2 separate regions of the Rattus norvegicus genome follow, and region 2 is linked to region 1. The links are chromatin contacts, called in public Hi-C maps. All regions are on one chromosome and are shown on one strand. Each heading gives the region's core, a stretch centred on a gene start, on an enhancer-like site or on the middle of the called end of the contact. The rest is flanking DNA. Distances are from core to core; before and after follow the strand shown. Region 1 has its middle 39 kb from the start of Tex2. Region 2 has its middle 17 kb from the start of Pecam1.

Evidence for each region. Hi-C and Micro-C count contacts between places; a contact is called where the count stands out from the background.
Region 2: a contact with region 1 is called in a Hi-C map of kidney, with 7 times the contacts expected there. The contact joins two enhancer-like sites. A contact is called at or near these places in 12 of 12 Hi-C or Micro-C datasets (the A7r5 cell line, the Rat2 cell line, Schwann cells and 7 more) and 1 of 1 datasets of contacts at active chromatin or transcription factors (oligodendrocytes).

What each region holds. Positions count from the first base shown.
Region 1 is chr10:92,082,454-92,088,287 of GRCr8, forward strand. No RefSeq gene overlaps it. Among named protein-coding and RNA genes, the nearest start is that of Tex2, 39 kb to the left of the region's middle. Within about 2 kb of position 2,763, at least 16 of the 93 cell types and tissues checked have an H3K27ac peak or open chromatin away from gene starts, as enhancers often do.
Region 2 is chr10:92,166,004-92,171,837 of GRCr8, forward strand. No RefSeq gene overlaps it. Among named protein-coding and RNA genes, the nearest start is that of Pecam1, 17 kb to the left of the region's middle. Within about 2 kb of position 3,753, at least 15 of the 93 cell types and tissues checked have an H3K27ac peak or open chromatin away from gene starts, as enhancers often do.

The DNA of each region.
Region 1 (5,834 bases), core at 1,513-4,012:
TGCTGATTTTGCTGACAGCCCTTCTCTGAGGGCCCATTTACAGGCCCTACAGATTGTGCAGAGAGACGTCTGGAGACCTTTGGCCACTGCTTACCAGGACAAGCTTGAGCATCCGGTGGTGCCACACCCGTTCCAGATTGGAGACACCGTGTGGGTGCACAGACACCAGACCAAGAATCTCGAGCCACGGTGAAAAGGACCCTACACCGTCCTCCTGACTACCCCGACCGCCCTAAAGGTAGACGGAGTCTCGGCTTAGATCCACACACCACACGTCAAGGCAGTCCGGTCTGAGGAATTGACTAATCACAACACTACACCCCAGACATGGAGAGTTCAGCGCATTCCAAACCCCTTAAAGTTAAAACTCCTACGTGGCTCCTCCTAGCCCTTTTGTGGCCTAGAGTCAGTGGGGGAATAAGCCCCCACCAGACAGAAATTTCTTGACCAAGTCGAGTGAAAGATTTCACTCAAAGTTAGCAAAAAAATGGGGGAATGAAAGACCCCAGCTTAGCAGCAGTAACGCCATTTTGCAAGGCTGTACTTAAGATGACTGGTTCAGGGAAAGGTTAGAACACTGAGTACACAGCGCTGCCAAGCAAGATATGTTTGGTTGAAGGCCTGGCAACAGGACGACTTCGGTTGAGCACCTGACAATGAAAAAAAGCCCCAGGAGAGGTCCCACACCCTGGTGGGGGGCCGAGTCAGTCGTTATGTTCCAAGAAGGTAGCTAAGAAACTTGCCCCCGGGCTGAACCCTTGGGGGGCCGAGTCAGCCGTTATGTTTCTGGAAGGTAGCTAGGAAACTTGCCCCCGGGCTAAACCCTTGCCATATTAGAATCCACCAATTATATCCCTGTAACCATGCATCTGCTTCTGTATGCTTGCTTCTGCTCCCCAAAATCCTATAAAAGCCCATCCTTGGTTCTGTGGGGCGCGCCAGTCCCCCGAGTGACTGAAGCGCCCGCAGGTGCCTGTGCCTGTGTATCCGGACAATAAACCAAATCCTCTTGCTGATTGCATCCTGTGGTGTCTCAGTCTGGTCTTTGGAGTTGGAGGGTCTCCATCCCGAGGGAAAGTTCTCCCTGAGAGCTTTTCACCTCCTTACCCACGGCTTTGTTTTTTTGTTTTTTTTTCCCTTTTCTTTTTTTCCGGAGCTGGGGACCGAACCCAGGGCCTTGAGCTTGCTAGGCAAGCGCTCTAACACTGAGCTAAATCCCCAACCCCCACGGCTTTGTTTTTAAGCCTGGGGCCCAACATAGTCTGGGTTTTGTGCTGCAGATATACATGTAGTCTCAACAGTCTTAGTTGTTTACCTATTTATTCATCTGTCTGTCTGTCTATTTATATAATGGTAACCCAGGCCAACCTTAAACTTATCATCCTCCTGTCTCAGATCCCTCAGTGCTGACACTCTTGGCTTTCTTTAGTCTCCTTTGACATAGAACACTTCCTCAGTACCCCTGGTCTTTTCCGACAGGGGCATCAATCATGTCACATCGCTGTGATAAGATCCCTGACAAATGCCCCTCACGGATGGGGTTGCTTTGGTTCACAGCTTGAGAGTATCAACTCTCACACCAGGGAAGGCACAGAGGCTGGAACGTCCTTGAAGCAACTGGTCCTGCCCTGCCTGAAGTCAAGAAGCAGAAGGAGCTAAATGCTGTGGGTGCTCAGCTCGACTTTTTCCCTTTCCTTTCTATTAATTACATTTTTATTTATCTCATGAGTGGAGAGGGGGCAAACATGGGGCGGTCAGAGGGTAGTTGGGAGGGAGCAGCTTCTCCTTCCAGACTGTGAGTGCCAGGGACCAAACTGAGGTCGTCGGCCTTGGTAGTAAGTGCTTCTACCTGCTGAACCATCTAGAACCCCTAGGCTTCTTCTTTCACTCAGTCCAGACCCACAATCCATGGAGCACAGGCACGGTTTCCTCTGTTAAACCTTTAGGAGATCGTCATAGACTCCCTTAGAGGCATTGCCGTGACAATTCTAAAGCCAGCCAGTTGAGAAAGGAGAGTAGGGGCTGGAGGGATGGTTCAGCGGTTAAGAGCACTGACTGCGTGGGGTTGGGGATTTAGCTCAGTGGTAGAGCGCTTGCCTAGGAAGCGCAAGGCCCTGGGTTCGGTCCTCAGCTCCGGAAAAAAAAAAAAAAAAAGAAAAAGGAAAAAAAAAAAGAGCACTGACTGCTCTTCCAGAGGTCCTGAGTTCAAATCTCAGCAACCACATGGTGGCTCACAACCATCTGTAATGGGATCTGCTGTCCTCCTCTGTGTGCCTGAAGACAACTATGGTGTACTCATATAAATAAAACAGAGAGAGACAGAGAGACAGAGACAGAGAGGAGAGTAAGCACCACAGGGCTGGGGATGTATGACAGCTGGTAGTGTGCTTGCCTGGAGTGCAGGTTAGACCCCACCCCAGCACTTCATAAACTGTAATTCCCGGGCTTAAAAGGTGGAGGGAGGCGCATCAGGACTTTGGGGTCATCCTCAGCTACACATAGAATTCAAGGTAAGGCTAGGCTGCATGAGATCATTTTTTAAAGAATCAAATTTTTTTTTAATATTCCAAGACAGTTGTGCTAAAACTGAATTACTTAAAATACAATCCTTCAATTCTTGAGCATTATGACCTAGGAAGGTAATAAATGTTATTAACACACTTGGCCACCAGGTGGCGATCTCTGCCTCCTATGAGCCTCAAAGCCCCTTGGGAAAGCTTTTAAAGTCTGTGCTTGCAAGGTGCTAGAAGCCTCTGTGGGTTTGTAAAGACACGCGGCGGCGTCTTTTCCAGCAGGGCTTCTAGTGAGTCACCTAGGTTTGGGTTCGGTAGACTCAGGGTGTGCCCCGAGATTCGCCATTTCTAACCCACCCTTTTGAGTGACAGGAGTATGGAGTAGGCATTTGAAGAAATGGATCTCTGTACAATTAGACGACCTCGCTGTGTGGTTCACCAATGAAGCTGACCTCACCCGTTGCTCTCCTGCTCGCTCCGCTCCGTCGCTTCAGCTTCTTTGTTCCTGTAGCAGGGGACCTTTGTCATTAGCTGGGTCCCCTGCAAGAGCAGTAGTTTTGAGCCCTCAGCCGCTGACCAATCCCTCCAGTCCCAGACTTCCCTCCCGCCTTTTCGACTCACATTGTCGACTGACTGCTGTTTCTTGCAACCAGTCCTGCTTCAGCCTTCCCAGTGCTGGGACTCTAGGCATGTTCCACCTCTTCCAACTTCAAATCTCAGTTTAAGGAGGCTCCCTGAACTCCCTACCAAATGAAAGACGCTCCGTAGTTCCCCCTCACACACGTCTTCTCCACTTCCCAGATCAAGCCTTTCCTCCACAGCTCTCGCCATCTTCTCTCACGTCATACAATCTACGTATTGTATCCCAAACAGAATGGCTGCCCACTCAGCAAATTCACCTTTCCTTTCTTGGCACCACAAACGTGTTCTTCATAGAAGAGCAGAGAGAAGATAATAAGAGTTGTCCTTCTGCCACTGTTTTTTTGTTTTTTGTTTTTGTTTGTTTGTTTGTTTGTTTTTTAATTGCTTCAATATCTCTACCACTTTGAAAATTGTAACAGTTACTTTGAACGCTGCTAAAAGGACATTTTGTGTAGGGTCAAGTTATTTTTGTATGAGTTAATGTTGTAAATGGGAATCTATAGCGATGGATGATGTCTGTATAAATCTGCGTCTATCTAGAACCTGTGCTGTCAGGGCACACTCTTCCTCACGCTGCTGTTACTCATGCACCATTCAGACTTGTTAGAGTAAGTGTAGGAATAGGACCGCTGAGTTTGCCCAGAGCAGTAGTTTTTATCACGAAAATGTTGGACTTGGCGTTCTCTAGTAGTTTCAGCATTAGATAGTTTTTCCTTCATACATCTGCATATTCATCTTTAGGTGGCTGAATGTTTCAGAAGTCTGTGTGCATAGTTACTAAGTTTTTAATGAACTGCTGTGTTCTGTTAATGCATATTGCCCCGTAACTCCAGTATATCTCACCTGTACTGACCAAAGCTAAATAAAAATTTTTATTACAAAAAAGTGTTTATTCTTTAGTTATTATTGTTACTACTACTTCTGCTAGTACTACTACTACTATAGTTTAGAAGTCTCACTGTGTAGCCCTTGGCTGGCCTGAAATCCAATATAGAGATCCAACTGCTTCTGTCTTCTTAGTGCTGGGATTAAAGACACATACCACAACATATAGCATCAATAAACGTCAAATCTATCTTACATATTCTTCCTGGTCTATTTTTTCCCCCTATTTGAAAACTTTCTCCTGTATTTATGTATTTAGTTAGTTTTCTTTGCTCTTTTATATGTTTATTTTGAAAAGACTTATTTTTGTGTATGACTGTTTCACTCCTATATATACATGTGTATCATGCCTGGTGCCCTTGGAGGCCGGAAGCAGGCATGAAATCTCCCCCCTACCCCAAACTGGTGTTACCGATGGTTGTGAGCCATCCTGTGGGGGCTGGGAACCAAACCTGGGTCCTCTGCAAGAGTAACCAGTGCTCTTAGCCACTGACCCATCTCCCCAGCTCTATTCTATTCTGTTCGTGTATGCGTGTAAATCTGTGGGAGTGTACGCACACAAGTTTGTGCGTGTACCTGCAGAGGCCTGGAGAGGGCTCCAGATCCTTCAGAATTGGAATCAGACACTGTTAAAGGCAGTGTGATGTGGATGCTGGAATCCGAACCCAGATCTTCATGGTTGAGCAGCAAGCACTCTCAATAAATTAATATTTATTTATTTGAAACAGAGTCTTGCTAAGGATCCTTGGTTGGCCCTCGTACTCTTCATGTAACCCAGGCTGGCCTTGATCTACCTTCCTTAGCCTCGTAGGTACTGGGATGGCTGGTATATGTCACCGAGGCCAGCTTCTGGTGGTTTTTTGATAAGTAGAAGTCACCATGGTTATGTCTTAGAGTGGCCTGGACCACTCTGTTTTTCCTTGTCTCAGCTGCAGCCTCCCCTCCCCAGCCCCTGCCTCCCGTGTGCTTTTTTTTCATCTGGCATTGACTCTAGCATTTTGGCAATCTTGGGCTATAAGAAGCCTAGGGCTTCCACTCACCCGATGTTCAGTGGTCTCAGCCTTTGCTGAGGTAGATATGGTTTGAGTGATTCAAGTACTTGTGTGTTGGAAGTCTGGTGATGACAGGTAGGGCCTAGTGTTTAGACAATGTTGGGTACTGAGTTAATAGTTTTCGTGGGACCCTACGTTAGTTCTGAAGAGAATAAGTTGTGGGCTGGTGAGATATCTCAGCTGTTATGAATACTTACTGCTCTTTCTGGGGAACTGAATTCAGTTCCCAGCACCCACGCCAAGCAATACACAATTGGCTTTAACACCGTTTGATCTGATGCCTTCCATTGGCCTCTACAGGCATTCGTACACACATGGCGTAAACTGAGACGCATGAAAGCACTTAAATAAAAATAGTAAAAGTCTTAGAAGAGACGGTTGAGGGCTAGCAAGATGGCTCAGCAGGTAAAGATGCTTGCCTGGCAACCTGAGTTAATCCCTGGGACCCATGCCAAAACGGAAGGGGAAAACCAATGCCACAAGGTTGTTCTCTGGCCTCCAGGTGTGTGCAATGACATGTGTACACCCTCATTCTCAACATCACACACACACACACTCAGAGAGACAGACACAACACATACACCTCACATACATGCACACACACGCACACACTCAGAGAGACAGACAGACATAGCACACATACACTTCACATACATGCACAAACACATCACACACATGCACACACACACACATGCACACACTCAGAGAGACAGACAGACATAGCACACATACACTTCACGTA
Region 2 (5,834 bases), core at 2,503-5,002, 85 kb after region 1:
ATACTTAGTTCGCGGGGTTACTCTCGGATGTAATTCTTCACTCCGTTCTATACAGCTGTCTCGCGGCTTCCTGTTTCTTCACAGTTTCATTGCCCGATTAAACACAATCAAAATAAATAGATACATTAAAAAAATTTTTTTAAAGGGCAGCCAAGTTGGGATTTGAGAATATGCACAGGAAATGGTGCTTGTGGACGGCGGAGCAAGTCATGTGACTCCGGACGAAGCCAGGAGCCACACGAACATGGCTAAAACTGGGGTGGAAAAGACTAGCAGGTCTCAGGCAGGACCCTCCTGGATGTTCAGTGCCTACTCAGTTAGAGCTCTTTAAAAATAGAACAGCTGATGGGCTGGCAGGCACCTGCTGCTGACATTAAGAATCTGAGGTCGGGGGGGGGGGGGGGGGGTGTGTGTGGGGGAGGGGTTGGGGATTTAGCTCAGCCGTAGAGCGCTTGCCTAGCAAGCGCAAGGGCCTGGGTTCCGTCCCCAGCTCCGAAAAAAAAGAAAAAAAAAAAAAAGAATCTGAGGTCGGTCGACCCCTGGGACCCCCATGATGGACAAAACAAACTCAAACAAGGTGTCCTCTGACCCATATGTGTGTGCGTGTCTATTTGTGTGTACATGTGTGCGCGTGTGTGCACGCACACACATACACAGACAAAGATAAGACTTTTTTAATTAAAAAAAATGGACCAGTTGAGATAGCTGAGAGGGATAGCCTTGGTGATATAAACCTTTAATCCCAGCACTCTAGAGGTAGAGGTAGGTGGATCTCTGTGAGTTCAAGGCCAGCCTGGTCTATCGAGACCCTGTCTCAAAAACAAAGCAAAACAAAGCAGAGAGAGAGCAAGAGATGGCTGGGAGGGTTGAGGCTCTTGCCGACCAAAGATGTCACCTTGGTGTCCTAAACTCAATTCCTGGAACCCCACCTAAGGGTAGAAAGGGGAAAGCAGACTGTGACCTCCACTCTTCCTGTGGCACATGCTTACACACACGCGCACACACACACACACACACACACACACACACACACACACACACTACAGGAATGGTCACAGCAAGGAGATTTTCAATTCCAGATTTCTTAAGAAAGTAAATGTTCCTCAGTGGGTGAACGACTAGTAAATGTCAGTACACCCAGACCACAAGTTATTATTCTATGATGAAAAGGGACCGAGTTTAGATACACCCAACTTGGGTGAATTTCCAGGAATTATTCAGAGAAAAATAAAAAACCAAACAAACAAAAAAGCTAATCTCTCGCCCCTGATATGATCCAATTTTTAAAACATCAAAAATAAGTCTGTAGAGAGAAGACAGGTTACAGGTTGAACACCCCAATCCAAAAGGTAGAAACCCAAAATGCTCCAAAATCAGAAATTCTTTTCCCATGGTGTGGAATCCACAATGTGAATCTTTGTTCCCTGCACAAAAGTACTCAAGATATGGTATAAAATTATCTTTGGGTTAAATATATAACTATAGAGTGGATGAATGACCTTTGTCTGGTCTTGGCAATATCTCATCTCTATATATTATCCGTGAAACAATAACCCAAGATCTGAACAAATGAATTGGAAAATCTAAAGTACTTTGGGTCCTAAGCATTTTGGATATGGAATATACAGCTCATGATAGCAGCAGATGTTAGGAATGGGAGCCAGGGGGGCTGGAGAGATGGCTCAGAGGTTAAGAGCACTGTCTGCTCTTCCAGAGGTCCTGAGTTCAATTCCCAGCAACCACATGGTGGTTCACAACCACCTATAGCCAGGTCTGGTGCCCTCTTCTGGCCTGTAGTTGCATACATGCAGGCAGAAAGCTGTATGATGTATACATAATAAATAAATAAATGTAAAAAAAAAAAAAGAAAGAAAGAAAAAAAAAAAAAGGAATGGGAGCCAGGAGGAAGTGGGATGATTCCCAGGGACAGATGAGGAACCCTTGTGTTACTAGAATGGTTCAATGTCCCCCAGCTCCAGTATTTTTTTTAAGGTATTATCCAGGCTGGAGAGATGGCTCAGTAGTTAAGAGCACTGACTGCAGGGGTTGGGGATTTAGCTCAGTGGTAGAGCGCTTGCCTAGCAAGCGCAAGGCCCTGAGTTTGGTCCCCAGCTCCGGAAAAAAAAAAAAAAAAAAAAAAAAAAAGAGCGCTGACTGCTCTTCCAGAGGTCCTGAGCTCAAGTCTCAACAATCACATGGTGGCTCACAACCATCTGTAATGGGATCTGATGCCCTCTTCTGGTATGGCTGAAGACAGCTACAGTGCACTCATATATAATAAATAAAAATTTAAAAAAGGTATTATCAGTCAGGTATGATGGTAAATACCTTTGATCCCAGCACTGAGGAGACTGAGCTATGTGGTTCTCTGTGAGTTCGAGGCCAGTGTGCTCTCCATAGCAAGTTCTAGGCCAGCCAAGTCTATACGGTAAGACCCTGTCTCAGAAATATATAAAATAATATTTTTAGCCTTGTATGTGCATATGTTTGGGCATATGAATGCCACATCATATATGGGGAGGTCAAGGACAACTTTGTGGAGATAAGTCTCTCCTTCTACCTTTATGGGCATTATGGCGGTCAAATTCCAGTTGCCAGGTTTCCACAGAAAGCATTTCCACCCCCAAGCCGTCTCGCTGCACCCTATGCGGGGTGTTGACTGGTTTTCTGGCACACGAATCTGCACAGGTAACAAAGCTACACAGAGTATCACCCACAAGCAGACACAAAGAACACACGTAATACCAAGAAGAGTCTGATCTCTGGGTGGACTCCACGGGAATTCCCACCCTCGAGGTGTTTAAGACAGGGTCCTGTGTGGGGCTGGCTGGTCTTGAGTTCACATCCATCTTCCTCCTCCTGCTTAGTTCATGTGTTACCATGACTACCGACACCGAATATTACCATTGAGGGAGCAGGACGAAGGGTTAGCCCATACCGTTCACTACACATGAACATGAACATTTTATTGTCGAGATTTAAAATACCTTCTTTTGAAAGGGGAGGGAGGCAGTCTCCTGTCCTTGGAGGATATAAGGGCTGAGGCCACTGTTGTCGGGGTATCACAGCATCTCTGGGACTCCCAGAGTCTTAGGCTCTGTCGGACTTTGTGAGACCCTTTAGGCTGTAGAGCGTAGTGTGGAAGTCCCCTATTTCTGCTGGTTCCCAAGCACTCAGAGGAGCATCCTCTGGGCCAGAAGAGGCGAAGTGAGCTGTGCTAAAGGCCTTACCACCAAGGACTAGCATTGTCCTTAGCACCTGGTGATATGATTGGCCAGTGACTGCCAGGCCTGGCAGTGAGTTGAAACATCCTAAGGGGCTTCCTTCATTGTCTCTGGGACCCTCTTAGTGCTTGCCCAGTGACCTTTTGATCCCCAAATCTGGCATAGGTATATGAAGCCCTCACCTGCAGCTTTAATCGGAGAACAGATTCCTACTGAGGTCTCCCAAGCTGGTAGCACCCATAGTGAGACTTTGACCACACAAAGGGCCTTGACATTTCGGTTCTCGGCTACCTGAGAACTATAGATCCATTTTTAACCCCCTGACTCCAGAGGCCCCTGAAGGAAGGAGAAGGCTGGGCCACTGAGGCTGTATTGTTCTGTGCCAGCATTGTTCAGGTCCTCGCTGACCCAGAAGGCCCCTGGAGCCCAGGGGAATCCAGCCTGATTGTTTTTCCCAAGCCCCGGTCCTTCAGGTGTGAGTGGCAGTGCTGAGGCCACGTAGGTTACTGTGGCATTTCTGCGGCAGGAAAGAGGAAGGAACTGTGACCTGCGCTGCTGTGGCATCAACAATGCGTCCCCAACAGCAGTGGCAGGGACAGCGGAAGAGAGCTCCGTTTCCATAGCGATAAATCACTGGGAAGGGAGCTAGCTCCAGGATTTTTCCCTTCTCTGGGTTCCCTGCAAACCCACACCAGGCGCCAGGGTGGTTGGAAGCCCCAGCCTCTAAGTAGTGTGTCTGGGTCTTCAGAAACACAAGTCCAACATGGCCTGGTAGGGAAGCACGTACAACCCCAGAATTCCTGACACTGAGGCAGGAGAATTAGCTGGTTTTGACTGGGCCACATAAGGAGTTCCAATCCAGCCAAGATTACAGAGAACAAGGAAGACCTTATCTCAAGACAACAAAAAGCAGGTAGGGTGGCTCAGTGGATAAAGAGTAGCTGCAGCCAAGTCTGATGATCTGAGTTCAATTCCTGGTACCCACATGGTGGAAAGTGGGAAGGAGAGACCCAATGCCAGCAAGCTGTCCTGTGTCCTATGTGCACTATGTCAGAAATAGTCAGACAGACAGACATACATGCACGCGTACGCGTGCGCACACACACACACACACACGCACACACGCGCGCGCGCGCACACATGCGCACACATGGACACACATTTTGGGTATTTTGTTTGTTTGGTTGGTTTGGTTTTTTTCAGGCAGGGTTTCACTACATAGCTGTGGCTGTCCCGGGACTCACTCTGTAGACCACGCTCGCTAACCTCAAACTCACAGAGATCAGCCTGGCTTTCCCTCCCAAGTTCTGGGATTAAAGGCATGCGCCACCACTGCCCAACTTCAAACATACAATTTTTAATGCCAAAAAGGAAAGAAAAAGTTCCTATCCCAGCCCTCTCTCCTTTTTTGTTTGGTTTTATGTTTGAGCCAGGCTCTCCCTGGCTGTCCCGGAACTCACCAGGCCGGCCTCAAACTCACAGAGCTCTGCCTGCCTCTTCCTCTTCACCAGCCACAGTGCCGAGATGAAAGGAGTACACGCCTTGGGCAGCTTGTTGATCTCTGCTGTGGTTTTAAAGTAGAAGTCAAGGGTCTGAGAGATGCTTCAGCTGCTGGAGATGTGAGCCTTGGAACCTGCATTCCACCTCAGAATCCAACCAAAGGTAGAAGCCGAGAGCCAGTTCCACAAAGCTGCCCTCTGACCTCCATGCACACCGTGGCACGCGTGCCTGTGTACACACTCCACGCACTCACACACGGGACAAAAATTTTAAAAGACAAAAAGGCAAGAGTCAGGCGTGTGGCGTGGTGTATGTTCACAGTCCTACCGCTTGAGAGACTGAGGCAGGAGGGCGGAGAGACGGCTCATCAGTGAACACTTCTGCTCTCCCAGAGGGTTTGTGACTCCATAGGACACCTGGGATGCATAGGACCCATGGACATACATACAGGCAAAATGACACACAGATTAAATAAGTGGATAAGTACTAAAGGGGCCATCTTTATGAGTACTCCCTGGTCGAAATGCTTTGACATTCTTTTTCTTCTTTTGACATAGGTGTTCTCTGTGTAGTCTTGGCTGACCTGGAGCTTACTCTATAGACCAGGCTGTCATGCTGTGACTATAACGGGTGTTTAGCAAAGGTGTCTCATGACTGGTTATGCTTTAGCCCCTGAGCACACTGCTAGGCACATTATCCTGAATATTTCCTTTGGTTATACGTCCCTTTCAGACTGGCCCAGACAACAAAGGACCAACATTTTGTCAGAATAGCATGTGGTAGGCTCAAATGGCCTTTCTGAATGTCTGCCATCCCCTCCCTTCCTGCCTGTCCTGGCTGGAACTGGGAGAGATCCCACCTTCAGTTCTAGGCCACCAGGTTCAGCCTGGCCACAGCTGTAAATTGCTAAGAGATCCAATTAACCCGCCCACCTGCAACCCAGAGGCTACAGGCAAACTCCACCGAGGGCTGCTTTCCCTCTGGCCTCACTTGAAAATGAAATCAAATCCTACATGCAAATGATTTAGCACTAACTAAAATGTGCAACAGGCAGTTCTCGACACATAGGAATAGTTATCTCCTCTGGGCATGGTGGCATTCAAGAGGAAG